Linked DNA regions of Sus scrofa: all the other regions are linked to region 2. The links are chromatin contacts, called in public HiChIP or PLAC-seq and promoter capture Hi-C maps. All regions are on one chromosome and are shown on one strand. The core of a region is the stretch at or near the end of the contact, and the rest is flanking DNA. Distances in the headings are between cores, read along the strand shown. Region 1 holds the start of CXHXorf23. Region 2 holds the start of PDHA1 (pyruvate dehydrogenase E1 component subunit alpha, somatic form, mitochondrial). Region 3 holds the start of CDKL5 (cyclin-dependent kinase-like 5).

Region 1 (4,684 bases), core at 2,007-4,506, 610 kb after region 2:
GGCATTAGGGACATGACCAGAAGGACAGCCATAATAGAGATGAGCCCAAGTACAATTAGATCAACGTTCCATTTGACTCCTTAATATCAACTCCAAATACCACGGTCAATTTCTCCCAATACTTCACACTTACATATTACCTTTTTTAAAGGTCCAAATTTAATTTTTTTGTCTTTTTGCCATTTCTAGGGCCGCTCCCACAGCATATGGAGGTTCCCAGGCTAGGGGTCGAATCGGAGCTGTAGCCGGTGGCCTACGCCAGAGCCACAGCAACGTGGGATCTGAGCCGCGTCTGGGACCCACACCACAGCTCATGGCAACACCGGATCCCTAACCACTGAGCAAGGCCAGGGATCGAACCTGCCGCCTCATGGTTCCTAGTCAGATTCGTTAACCACTGAGCCACAACAGGAACTCCAGGTCCAAATCTAATTTTTATCAGTAGTCTCATTTTATGTTAGTTTAGTAAACATTACTGACTACCAGGGACTGCTAGGCAAACCAAGTTGGAAGAGATCTAGTTTCTCAGTCTTCAGTGGATAAGAAGGATCCCAGGAATACCAGGACTCTGTAGCTTCACTAAGTGTTTTGCAAATACTATTTCATTTAATCTTCATAAGCCTTTGAGGAAGCTAGAATTACCTCCACTTCACAGGTGAAGAAACCAAGCTTCAAAAAGGTTAACCAAGCTGCCCCCCAAGAGAAGGACGTAAAATCCGAATCCAGGTTCTCAGACTCAATGCTAACCCTTCCCCGAAGAATTCCACCTTGCAACTCCTACCTTCAAAAAGACGACTCTGAAGAGACTGCCTGGTCATTTGCGCAGATGCTCGGTCAGCAAAATTGGACTTTAGCACACTTGAGAATAGTTGACATCCTGCATCACATCTAAAATTGCCGTCTAAATTTGGAAAGCAGCTTTTATGCCCTCTAGCTGCCTGGACATTCTGTAGCCTGTAGGGCACAAAGACGATGTTTTATTTATCATGATCTCAAGGTCTGTGTTTTGTTCAGCTTTTTATCTGTCCCCCTCAGCTTTATGTATAATGCCTTTAAATATGTTCTCCTTCAACATTTGTGGATTCATTCATTCACCTCATTTCATAACTCTGACATCATTCTGAAGATAATCTAGGGCAGCAGAATAAAACTTTAAATTTAAAGGCTGAAAGAGTAGGGGTGAAGGGTATCAGAGAGCAGCTTTTTTAATTCAGAAATTTACGGTAAAAATCAAGATGTTTTTGTGCTCTGAAATTTTTACAAGATGGCATAATTAGCAACAAGACAAAGTACATTTAAATGTACTCCTCATAAATGCCTCATTTGACCCTCAAAACCACCAGAGAGATAAGGCAAAAGCACAATAATCTCTAATTCCAAGTTGAGGAAATAGTCCCTTCGAAAAGGGAAGCGACCTGTTCAAGGTAATCAGATATACTGGAACTCAAGGAAGTCCTGACTTTAAATCTGTCCTTTGCTTCACCTAGATAACCCTTCTTTATTAAACTGGTAAAGGTGGAATAAAAAATGAGATCCTAAATTGCCATCAACAGATAAGAAAGAAAAAGGTGACAGCTAGAGAAGGATACTGGTACTTGGCTGGAGAGCATATATGGTCCCAAAGTGTGCCTATAGAAATCCTTTAAACGTTGCCTTTTGCTAGGGTGGGGAAAAGGACACTCACAGATTGTTGGTGGGAGTACAAAATAGCACATCCTTTCCTGAGGGAAATTGAGCAATTCACATTAAAAAAAAAACCCACAATTCTATTATCTAGGAATGTACACTAAGGAAGTAATCGTGGACATGCACATTTTACATTTCTCCAAGAATGTCTTTAAGTAGTGAAAAACTGGGAATAACCATTTAAAAATAAATGACTGCAGCCATATAATGGCATGCTATGTAGTCAGGGGAAAAAATGGTTACCAAAGAGAATCCACTTTAGACAAATTCATGCATTCATCTCTGCACAGAAAAAGACTGGAGGTGTAGCCCCAGTATAACCATATTCACAATGGCTACTTGAATAGGAAAAGAGTGTACCTTCTTCACTGCGATTTTGTCTATTTTAGAGATTTCATATATAAATATGTCACTAAATGTTTATATAAATGTTTATAGCTAGGCGTTTTAAAGGCTTCTGGGGAGGGTATGAGAAAGCAGGGCGTTCCAAAGAACATTTTAGGAGCCATTTTTTAAAATACCACGAAAAAATAAAGCATTGTATACTATCACCATTAAAACACCATAGAAAAATAAGGCACACATCTTGACTGCACACCAAAACCTTTCCTTTTCAAGTTCCAGTCTTTCATTCGTACCAGTTGGCATTCAGAAAAACGTGAAAAAGGCTGTCTGGCCAGAAGTCTGAGAGACCTTCCTGATTTCTACCTGTAGTTTTTTACTTTGATCCAGAAAAGAAAAGCCATCACCTAAGAGGCAGGAAAATACTTGGGAGGATAAGTTTCTCTCCCATTTCTTTCTCTCCCGACCTACCAACAGGACAATCTTGCCAGGGACCGGCCCGGTTTCCTAATACACCTGAGAGAAGCACAGGAGATGCGCCAATTTTCAGGACACGTTTCTAAAAAGACAAGTTTTACTTTGATCTGCAGGATAAAGAGCAGCCTACGCTACTCATTCTGGACGTTACCGAAGGAAGATGCCGCTTCGCGGCAAGAGGGCCTCCCGAGGACAAAGCAGGGGCTCCTCGGCTCCGGTCCCGCAGGCGACGCGTCCGCAGCCGCCTCACGGGAAAGGGCACGGTCCCTGGACACCGCTCCCCCCGCCCCACCCCCGTCGCCAAGACAGACGCTCCAAACCGCCGGGGCCGAAGCCTGCCCAACGACGGGCGAGGATCCGTGCCGCGGCAGCAGGTGCCGGGGTCGCGGCGTCTAAAATAAAGACTCCGTCCAGTGGCCGGAGGCAGTGACACGGGAGCGGTCCCCCGGGAGCCTGAGCTGGGCCGCCGCAACCTCCCAGCCGCCCCACCCGCCACCCCAAGAACCGCCCCTCCCAGGCGACGGACACGCCCTCCCCGCGGGCCCGGGCCTCGTCGCCCCGCCCGCCCCCCAGGGCCGCTCACCCGGCCGGGAAGTCTTCGCAGCCACTGCCGCCGCCGCGCCGCCGCTACCGCCGCCGCCACCGGCCCCTCGGGCCTCGCCCCTCACACGGCCGCCGCCTCGCAAGGCAGTGGCACCACAGTTACCTCAGCTGGGCCGCGGGACCCGGAACCACTTCCTTCCGGAACCGCCTCGCCCCTCCCCCGCGCCCTGGCCACGCCCACCGCCCGCCGCCTCGCGCCGAGCCCGCTCTCCCACCACCGACCTCTGCTCTCTTTCCCAGCGAGGGTTGCCCCGCCCGGGCGGCTCTGGCTAGAACGCCTGCGCCCTCTGCTGGCCGTTCCCACCTCTGCCTCTCTGTCCAGAGCGCGTGCGCCGTCTGCTGCCCTCCTGTCGTAAGGAAGGACTGTGCTGGGCAGAGTGGTCCTTGGATACTGGGGGTTAAAGGGCAGGGGTCGGAGCTCACCCCTCAGTCAGGGCGAGTTGGCCTCCTGGGCTTTCCAGCTTTTTGTGGATGACCAGAGCAGATGAGCCTCGGCCTTGCAGCCCCTGGCTTGCCCCTCCAAGCCCTTCCAGAGCCAGCCCACCTGAACCTGCACTGCTTCGGCCTCTCTCCTGCCTGCTCCATCTCTAGCCATTCCCGGTGGCCTCAAATGAAGCTTCTACCCAGAAAACAGAACTTCCCCTCTGGACCGCCCAAATAGGTTAATGATACTAACATCTCTCCACCATGCAATTCAAAATATTGACTCATGTTTGCCTGCGCTCCCGACTTCTCTCTTCCCACACTCCATCTAGCATCCCAAAGGCTCTTGGAGCTTTCTCACTTGGCCCTTTGATTTTCTTCTCACCCCTTTCCAGCTGGTGGCCCTTTTACCCTCCCTTGTCACTGTCTTCTACTGACTGTTAGTTTTCCTCCTCATTTTTTTTTTTTTTTGTCTTTTTGCCATTTCTTTGGGCCGCTCCCGCAGCATATGGAGGTTCCCAGGCTAGGGGTCGAATCGGAGCTGTAGCTGCCAGCCTACACCAGAGCCACAGCAACGCGGGATCCGAGCCGTGTCTTCGACCTACACCACAGCTCATGGCAACGCCGGATCGTTAACCCACTGAGCAAGGGCAGGGATCGAACCTGCAACCTCATGGTTCCTAGTCAGATTCGTTAACCACTGTGCCACAACGGGAACTCCTTCCTCCTCATCTTAATCACTGCCATCATCCTGATGAATCCAATACCCATGACTAAGCCATGTTTCCATAACTTCCTCAATCGCGATGGCTTTACCGCTATTCCACTTTATCCGCCAATTTCCAGGTGCCCACTCTAGAAAACCTAGACATCCATCACTTTGTGCTGTCCCACAGCTAAAACCTCATTTATTTGGACCCAAGCCTCATCCTTGCAGTCCTATCTCTCCCTTAGTCCCAGTATACTTGTTCTTCAAAAACCACAAAGCTCTCAAATCCCCCGAACTTCTACCTGACTTAAGCCCATGGTGTTTGACTTCAACCACTCTTGTAAACAGAGCCCCTCTAACTGCGTTTTGACACATCCTAACATCCACCCACCACCCTGAAACACTCAAGTTAGCTGCATTTTTCCATTCCTACATCTATACTTC
Region 2 (4,904 bases), core at 155-2,654:
CATTTCATGACCCACTTGGCCCACACCACTAGAAATGCTCATTCCCAGGTCAGGGGAGGATTTCCTTGCTAGGACCCTCCATGTGCTCTTATGGGACTAAGCCCTGCTAACAGTAGCCCAAAGCCTCAGGACCACCTGTCATACCAGTCTGTTAGGATCCAGGAAATGGTTCCTTCTTGTTGCTTCTTTCCATATCTAGGGTTACACTATGACCAACATTGATCTGGTAGAATTATATGTATCTTTGGTCCTTCGTTCCAAGTCAGCTAGTCATCTTACTTTTATCAGAGGCTCAGTTGCCCATTTGGTAATGCAAGAAACAGTAGTCTTGTAAAACAGGCAGGATACAAGGAGTATAGCTAGAGACATTAATAAGGTCGTAAGTATTTAAGCGAAGAAATTCCATTCATTGCAGCCCTGTATCTCCCTAGGTCTTGTGACTCAGTCTGTTCTGTACCAGTCGCTATCTTTAAGGGAAATGATACATTGGCATTTGTGCATAAAGTTCACCAAAGATGTCTGCACATACGAGGTGAGTGGAGGGCAATCACGACGATTTACAGGATTGAGCAAGGAATGTTATCTTCAAAGGAGTTACATGGCTGGCTCTAGAAGAAGAAAAATTGAGCTTTATGGCTGAGGAGGTATTTCTGCCATTGGGGAGGTGAGCTTAATGAATAATGTAGATGAACAATGCACACCAGAAAGGGGGGGTGTGTGTGGAGAAGGCCCAAACAGACAGAGAAAACATTTTTGTTTAAATATTTCTTGTCTTGGAGGCCCGGTCATGGCTCAGCAAGAACGAATCCGAGTAGTATCCGTGAGGACACGGGTTTGATCCCAGGCCTCAGTCAGTGGGTTAAGGATTCCGCATTGTCATGAGCTGTAGTGTAGGTTGCAGATGTGGTTTGGGTCCCTTCGCTGTGGCTGTGACGTAGGCCGGCAGCTGCAGCTCCAATTCGACCCCTAGCCTGGGAACCTCCATATGCCACAGGTGTGGACCTAAAAAGACAAAAAAAAAAAGAAAAAGAAAAAATTCTTGCCTTGCTTTAAAATAATAATTTTATTTCATCAGATCCTAGCTCAAGTAGGCAGGGAAGCCTTTTACAACTGTTATGTAACTTCTTAGAGACAAGTTGGCAGCAGAACCATTTATAAAAACCATATGTTCTGTCCTTTGGCCCCATCAGGCTATTAATCTTTATCATCCAGTGTATTGAGCAGAGGCTGCAAAGGTGCAGTACTGGCAAGACTAGTCGCTGGGTAGTATTGCCCTTGAACGATCTCCAGAGGAGCACGGCTCAGCTGTGGCGCCCAATCTAACAGGGTCCATTCCCGAGTGGCCCTGGAGGCGTGGCCTCGCTTTCCCACGCAGGCGTCCTCAGGTCTCCCGCCCCTCACCCGTGTGGTGACGGAGGCAGCCCTCAGCCCAGCTCTCTGGCTCCGACACCCAATGGGCGGCCGTGGGCCTCTCGGGTGGGCGGGGCACGCCCTGAGAGCAATCCTGGTTGGCCCGTGGCCCGGTGCGGCGCATGACGTCTTCCGTCGCGTCGCGTCGCGTCGCGTTCCGTAGCGCCGCCGTTAGGTCTTAGCGTCCTCCCCGGGCGCCTGAAGGAGACTTGGAGACTTCTGGGCCTCGCTGCTTGAGCGGTTGGGAGTCGCCGCTGCTGCCACTGCCCGCACTCCATGAGGAAGATGCTCGCCGCCGTCTCCCGCGTGTTGTCGGGCGTCGCCCAGAAGCCGGTGAGTCGGCCTGAGCGGCCCGTGGCAGGGAAAGAGCGGGACCGAGGCGGGGCCCGACGCCGGAGGACGCCAAAGGGCAGGGCAAGCGGGCTAGGCGGGCGGGTCGGGCCGGGCGCAGCGGTCTTCGGGGAGCCGCAGGCCTTTGTTCTGCTTCCACGTTGTGTGCTGCACTCCTGGCCGCGAGCGGAGCGGCGACTCGGCCAAGCGGCGCCGCCTGTTGGAGGGGGAGCTTTACAAGGTCCACGTGGAGGTCAGCAGTGGTTCCCCGTGCCGGGCTTGTTGATGCGGCCCCAAAATGCCCGCCCCCCGCCCCCCAAAAGAAGCAAAAGTGCCCGTTCCTTTACTGTAGACAGAAAAGGGGGCCTTGGGCTTCCTCGAGTTGGCTGCCTCTTCCTGGCCGGTTCATTAAAATTTTTCCTTAGTTCCTCTTGACCAGGAATCCGGAGACTGACTCCGTTCAGACGCCAGCCTCACTCTTTACTAGCCCTGTGGTCTTGGGCAAGAGTTTTTTGGTTTTGCTTTTTTTCTTAAAACAGCCCGGTGCTCAATTTCCTCATTTCTGAAATGGAGAGTACTTACTCCATGGGGTTGTCGTGAGGCTTAAAGGAGTGACAAGTATGTAAACCTTTCCGGTAGCGCCTGGTACATGGTAGGTGCCGTCAGTATTAAATATTGTTATTATTTGAGTTCCCAATTTGGTATACATTTGTTGAACGCCAGCGCTCGGCTCTGTGGAGTGTTGATGCAGGGTTGGGTTCCAGAGAAACAACACACTTGGTACTCTTTCCTCCCCTCTGCCTCAACGGTGAGCTTTTCCTAGGCAGTCGATTCAAAAGCCGTCAGGCAGAACCCAGAGGGAGGCCCTCCACTTGCACACAGATGCGGAGACACTCTCATTTAGGATAGAAGTAGCTAAAGTGGTGTTTGGGAGGATGGGGTTAGAGGTTAGCGCTATTTATGGCTCCAACTTTTAGACATTCCTAGCCGAAGTTCAGAGCATTTTGACCTCTAAGCACGGGATGGGTGGTAATGTGACTTGGTATCACTGCAGCCAAGTTTTGACTTGCAGTTCTTGCTCCAGTAACTCCCAAGACTGGCAGCTCAGCTTGGTATAGGGCAGAGATCATCGAACGGTTGGAGGAAGTGTACTTCTCTAGGACTGCCATTGATTGACAAACACAGAATGCCATGTGATTAATCTGTATTAGCATTTAGGTTGTGATTGGATCTCCCTGAAAAACAAGCACATTTCACCGTTGTTTTTGGTCTTTTTGCCATTTCTAGGGCCGCTCCTGCGGCATATGGAGGTTCCCAGGCTAGGGGTCGAATCAGAGCCGTAGCCACCTGCCTACTCCAGAGCCACAGGAACTCGGGATCCGAGCGCGTCTGCGACCTACACCACAGCTCACGGCAACACTGGATCCTTAACCCACTGAGCATGGCCAGGGGTTGAACCCGCAACCTCATGGTTCCTAGTCAGATTCGTTAACCACTGAGCCACGACAGGAGCTCTAGTTTTTGTATTTATTTTTTATTTCTATGTACACAAAAGATAAATCCAGCATTTATTGTGCCCTTAATGTGTGCCAGGCACGTGACTATTTAATGTCCAAAACATCAGTTTTTAGTTGAATGTAGGTAATAGAAATATGTTTTCAACATCATACAGGGCCTTAGTTCGGTGTGATTACAGTAGAACTTCGTTTGAATTGATGGCGTTCTACAGACAAGGAAAATTTGTGAGTTTTCAAATTACTATCCCCTGTGTCCCTATGAACAGCGAAAAGTCAATATTTAAAATCAGAGTTTCATTCCCTTAGCTGTCCAAAATACTCCTGCTTGTGGGTTGTTGTCTTCCTGCAATGTGTTGGCATCAAAGGCAGATTGCACTTGGTGTTCCACCTCAGTAAAACTTGGGCCTTCTCAAAAATCATACAATACATCTCAAGTCAAATAGAAACGAGAGTTGGGTAACAGTGATCTGTTAAAAATGGAATATGGGAGTTCCTGTGGCCCAGTGGGTTAAGAACCTGACTAGTATCCATGAGGATGCAGGTTCGATTCCTGGCATTACTCAGTGGGTTAAAGGATCTAGTGTTGCCACAAGCTGTGGTGTAGGTTGCAGATGCGGCTTGGATCTGGTGTTGCTATGGCTGTGGTGTAGGCCGGCAGTTGCAGCCCCACTTCGACCCATAGCCTGGGAACTTCCATATGCTGCAGATGTGGCTCCAAAAGGACCAAAAATGAAATATAACTTTATTTAGTCAAAAATTCTTAAGAGATAAGATTATTATGGCAGAAATGGATTCCTGTGCAGAACAATTTATTTAATTAAAAACATTCTTTACTCTGTCTCTTTCTTCTTGTTTTCTTTTGTTCTACCCAATTATGTTGAGGGTTTCTTGCCCTTTTGGGAGGTTTAATAATTTCTTCTGCCGGTGTTCAGTAGATGTTTGGTGCGAATCATTCTACATGCAGAGGTGTTGTTTTGATGTGTTTGTGGGAGAAGGCGAGCCCAACCTCTTACTCCTCCACCATCCTGATCCTTCCCTAAAAGCATTTTTAATGAGGATGAGAGACTGAAGGAGTTACTGCTCCTTACCTTGAGCTGTCCTTCTTGTTAAGCTATTTTGCATGTTTTTTCTGCTGCCTGCATATGTGTGATTAATTGTACTAAGGCAGAAAGACAAATATTCTGAAGAATTCTGTATTAACCCTGTGTTGGTGGGCTGAAGCCCTATTTAATACTTCCCCTTCCCTGTAACAAAGCAAAACAGCTAATGAGTGTTTCTGTAAGTGGTCGGAAATTGTGAGATGTCTCCAGAGTGCTCAGTGTACTTTGGATTCTTGGGTTCAACATGCTCATTCATCTATCAGGTTTCAGGTGTGTTAACACAAGCTACTTAGTTCAAAGTGTTTTAGATTCATTATAGACTGACAGTTTCTTTCTAAAAAAACCTTTTTTATAGTTGATTTACAGTGTTGTGCCAGTTTCTTCTGTACAGCATAGTGACTCAGTTATACATATTTAATACTTTAAAAAAATAGTCTCGAGCCCTTTGTGGCTCAGCAGTAATGAACCTGACTAGTATCCATGAGAATTCAGGTTCAGTCCTGGTCTCGATCAGTTGTTTGAGGATCCGGCGTTGCTGTGAGCTGGG
Region 3 (4,680 bases), core at 1,962-4,461, 840 kb before region 2:
TTCCATATGCCTCAGGTGCAGCCCTAAAAAGACATAAATAAACAAATAAATAAATTTATTATTTTTTTAAATTCTCATACCAGTACATCTGCCTTTTCCTATTGGCTGCACAGACCAGCCTGACATAAAGTGGGGGCACATTACACAAGAGCCCTAATACCAAGCGGTGGGGATCATTGGGGGCCTTCGCGGAGGCAGGCTACTGCAGCACTTGATTCACCAGCCATCCTCTTAGTCACTGATTGGTCCAAGGGACAGACACAGGATTCAGAGTAGGCTTGTTAGAATGCATCTCTGAGAATCACATACGTGGGTGCTGGAAATGAGAGCCACTCCCATTTTCCTTGGATCTCAAGCTGCAATGAGATAAGCCTGAAGGTTTTGCTGGTTATATTCCCAACTACATGGAGGAAGCCCTTACAAACTGGGAGAGAAGGAAGCCAAACAAAGGAAAAAGCAGAGCTAAGGGTCAGAAATAGAGAAAGCCCTGTTAACATTCTGTGGGGCTCTGGATCCATCCATGCCTGAAGTTCATCCCCAAATTTCCCACCAACTCAAGTCGCTTTTTTTGCTTAAGCCAGTTGACTTAGGGGTCTGACTCTTGCAACTGAAAGGGCATGAGCCTAGGCACAGCTTGAGGAGCCTCCTAGGAACAAATTCATCCTACAGGTCCAGAGGATCAAAACTGGTGCAGTGACAGAGCCTTGGCTATGTGAGGAATAACCCCCAGAAAGTAACTGATCACTCAAATCTATCTCGTGGCCTTGTTCCCTTAGGAACCTAACCCTAACCCTAACCCTGGGAGGGGCATATGGAGGCTCCCAGGCTAGGGGTCCAATCAGAGCTGTAGCCGCTGGCCTACGCCAGAGCCACAGCAATTCTATGACCTACACCACAGCTCATGGCAACGCCAGATCCTCAACCCACTGAGCGAGGCCAGGGATTGAACCTGCCACCCCATGGTTACTAGTCGGATTCGTTTCCACTGTGCCACGACGGGAACTCCTGTTTGTTTTTTAAGTGGAAAAATGGTTTTATTATAAACTCTACAGGAGTTTACCCCAAAGCAATTCTGAACTTGTGCCCTGTGACAAGTGGAAAGGAAGGCACTTTCACTGCCCCTGCACAAAATACAAGGGGGGTTTTGCAGACCAGAGAGCCCTGACTCAAAGCGGCAGCTGAGGCTTTGGAAGGTGGGGCTTTCTGGTTGGTGCCCCGATGCTGGGTGTGGCCTAGAGATGCTCCTGCTAGAGCTGATTACTTTCCAGACCTAGAAAGGAGAGACGTGGTCTCTGTCCCCAAGCAGCACCAAGAAGCCTCTCGGAGCTGTCTCTCCCAGCAGCTCCCTCATGTCCCACCCGCATTTTGTACTGCTCCTGCCCCATCCCTGGAGCGCTCTCATTACCTACAAATCCCTGCAGAGGCCTAGGCACAGAGCTTTGCTCCCAAAAGATGCTCTAAAAATACTGGCGCAATGAAAGTCTTGAAGGGGAGCAGAATATGTTACCCCCAAATACGCCCCTTTGGCATAAGGATTATTTTCACGCCTTTTTTTTCTTTTTCAGCCACACCTGTGGCATATGGAAGTTCCTGGGGCCAGGGATCGAATCTGAGCTGCAGCTGTGGCAATGTTGGGTCCTTAACCCACTGCAGGAACTCCTGAGCTTGTTATTTTTAAGAAATCAGCAAACACAGAAATGCTCTGAAAATCCAGTAGAAGTTACCTCCTCAGAAGAGACATTTACATGTATAAGGGAAATCTCCATTTGTAAGGGTGTCTCCCTTACCAGGAAGAAGAGGACTCTCAATCTCTAGAAAAATTTACCAATTGAGGAGGCTTGGACTTAAAATCTGCATGACATTCTTACCTTTGTTGATTAGGCTCTGCCTAATAACCTGCCCCCACCAACATCTTCTTTTGTCTCTAGCTAGAGATGGTATTTAAAGTGATGGCTTGGCCATTTCCAAGAGTTACTCATTTTTTTCTGGGTCTCTCCCAAGTATATAGGAGGACATATATTATTATACTGCTGGAGTTCCCGTCGCGGCGCAGCGGAAACGAATCCTACTAGGAATGATGAGGTTACAGGTTCGATCCCTGGCCTCACTCAGTGGGTTAAGAAACTGGCGTTGCTGCTTCTCTGGCATAGGCTGGCAGCAACAACTCCAATTACATCCTTACCCTGAGAACCTCCATATCCATCCCACAGGTACAACCATAAAAAAACAAACAAACAAAATAAAGTGAACTTCTGTTTATTTTTTCTCATGTTGATCTGTGTTTTGTTATAGGAAGGTCTCGGTAAGAACCTAGGAGGGTAGAAGAAAATTATTTTTCCTCCCCCAACAGCCTTATTGAATGAAAACCCCATTTCTGGCACCATCAAATGAAGACAATAAAAATCAAAACTTTGGGAGTTCCTGCTGTGGCACTAGCGTTAAGGATCTAGTGTTGTCGCAGCTGAGGCAGCTATGGCTCAGATTCCATTCCTGGCCCAGGAACTTCCATATGCCTCGTGTGCAGCTGAAAAAGAAGAAGAAAAAAATTTTTTTAGATCATTCAACATTCAAGTGCTCAAAGAAATTCTAAAACTCTTATTTAAATGCTCCTAAAGAACTTTTAGGTTTTTTTGAAATTTTAGCGATAGAGAACTTCAGAGGCTTATTAGTGTTACAAAACAAAACACACCAAAGAACAAATAGTCTTGGTTCCCTTCCAGGGAAGGAACTCCCCTGATGAAGCACTGCAGACGGAAAATTAACTTTCAGCTGCCTGCTTCTCTCGGACAATAGATGGCACTGTGGGACAACTCTAAGTGACTGTTTTTCTGTGACGCTAGGTGGAAAGCCCCGGAGGAAAAAAAAAAAAAAAAAATCAGACTGCAATCTTGTGCTGGATTGTGTTTTAAATCTACATCTCCAAGGAGGGTTATTTGTAGAAGTCCCCTGCGCTTTATTCTAATCCTTCGTTACTCAAATGTAGTCCTAGGTCAGGGGCGCTGGCGTCACCGGAGAGCTTATTAGAAATGCAAGATCTCAGACTCAGGCTCCCCGAGATAGAATCCACTCCTTGGACAATGTCCTCTTAGCCCTCAAAGGCTTTGGACATGTTCTCAATTATGTAGCAGTGCAGACGTTCATCCGCGTTCGAAAACAAAGCAAACCAAACCGAAATGATCCTCGGCCCCTTTAAGAAAAAAACTGCTCTTGTAAAATACATGCTAAAGGAGCCTGCGATGCCTCGCTCAGTGCAGCAGGTGGCACTGTGGGACAACACGAAAAGCAACTGATTTTCCTGCAGCCCTGAGGAAGCCCGGGAAACCGGCAGGACGGAACACAGCAATCACCGGCTAGATGGGGGCCTTTTTAAAATCGACATCTCCAAGGTAAGAAGATTAGGAACTCTTCTGAATGAGGAAAAATATAATAATCTTGTGGAGGGAGTGGTAAAAAAAGACGAGAAGGACTGTCCTCTGGACGGGAGGGAAAAAAGTTGCTTTTGTATGTGAAGTGTCAGAAAGCTTCTCTCAAATTGCCTCTTAAAATCTATTGTTAGAACCCCAGCCATTTAAAGTACTGCTTATAACACAGATGCTCTTAGGAGGCGACGCATTTCACCATCATGATGCCTTTAGTTCGTCTCCTTGCTTTGAAATAAAGGTCACTCCCAGGCAGCAAAGGAACCCCTCCTCACCTCCAGAAAGAGTTCCTTCTCCCCATCTCTTTCTCACAGGGACTGATGGATTCAACTGCGACAATAGCCTAATGAACAAATCTCAAAAACAAAATCTTCGGTGGAAAAAAGGGCACAGTGGAACAGATAGATACAATATGATATTTGTAAAGCACATTATGGCAATCTACATATATTGTTAAAAGTACAGGCATTCTTGGGAGTGAGGACAGTGGTGACCTCTGGAGATAACAGGGGAGGGGCTAGTACATTTGGGGGGGGACAGGCTTTAACTGTCCCCTCTAATGTTTTAATTTTCTTTTTTAAGATTTCTGAAGCAAGGTTTGTTAAATATTAGCATCTGTTAAATCTAGGTGTTGGTAGCATGGTTATCTGTTATAGTGAATATTGACCTTATGCTCAAGAAGTGGGCAAGTACAAGGAGAAAGGGGATGGTAATTAGAGGCGGTGAAAGGCTTTTCCAAGATAGTGAAGACCTGTAACCCAAGAAAGAACCAATGTAGGTTCAAGAGCTGGAAAGGGAAGGAAACTCGCAGGGCTGATAATTAGAAAGAGGGCAGGACGTATTTAAATCATAAGCGCCAAGAGAAGGAGTTTACCTCTCTCTCATTAAAATTTTTAAAAATTTCTTGGAGTTCCCATTGTGGCTCAGTGGTTAATGAACCCGACTGACATCCATGAGGACACAGGTTCGATCCTTGGCCTCGCTCAGTGAGTTGGAGATCCCACGTTGCTGTGAGCCGTGGTGTAGGTGGCAGACGCGGCTTGGATCCCAAGTTGCTGTGGCTGTGGCCTGGGCCAGTGGCTGCAGCTCCAATTCGACCCCAGCCTGGGAACCTCCATATGCTGCAGGTGCGGCCGTAAAAAGACAAAAACAGCATTTTAAAAACATTTTCTTTAGAAGCAATAAACATTTTCTTAAATAGCAATTGACGGTAATGAGCTGAGAAAGCCAGTATGCCAAATATGTTATTACTTCAATTGAT

The links. Promoter capture Hi-C pulls out the DNA fragments that hold promoters and counts their contacts. HiChIP or PLAC-seq counts read pairs in DNA pulled down with a chosen protein or histone mark.
Region 1: a contact with region 2 is called in an H3K27ac HiChIP or PLAC-seq map of alveolar macrophages. The contact joins the promoter of CXHXorf23 here to the promoter of PDHA1 in region 2. A contact is called at or near these places in 1 of 5 promoter capture datasets (liver), 1 of 47 Hi-C or Micro-C datasets (heart right ventricle) and 2 of 2 datasets of contacts at active chromatin or transcription factors (alveolar macrophages and skeletal muscle).
Region 3: a contact with region 2 is called in a promoter capture Hi-C map of fetal liver, with 8 times the contacts expected there. The contact joins the promoter of CDKL5 here to the promoter of PDHA1 in region 2. A contact is called at or near these places in 4 of 5 promoter capture datasets (fetal liver, liver and skeletal muscle), 33 of 47 Hi-C or Micro-C datasets (adipocytes, adipose tissue, alveolar macrophages and 17 more) and 2 of 2 datasets of contacts at active chromatin or transcription factors (alveolar macrophages and skeletal muscle).

What each region holds. Positions count from the first base shown.
Region 1 is chrX:16,309,170-16,313,853 of Sscrofa11.1, forward strand. It overlaps CXHXorf23, which reads right to left and starts at 3,257. Exons shown (of 13, transcript XM_021080785.1): 1 at 3,089-3,257; 2 at 782-954.
Region 2 is chrX:15,698,520-15,703,423 of Sscrofa11.1, forward strand. PDHA1 (pyruvate dehydrogenase E1 component subunit alpha, somatic form, mitochondrial) reads left to right here and starts at 1,405. Exons shown (of 11, transcript XM_003360244.4): 1 at 1,405-1,743. The coding sequence starts at 1,687.
Region 3 is chrX:14,855,615-14,860,294 of Sscrofa11.1, forward strand. It overlaps CDKL5 (cyclin-dependent kinase-like 5), which reads left to right and starts at 3,212. Exons shown (of 19, transcript XM_021080550.1): 1 at 3,212-3,386.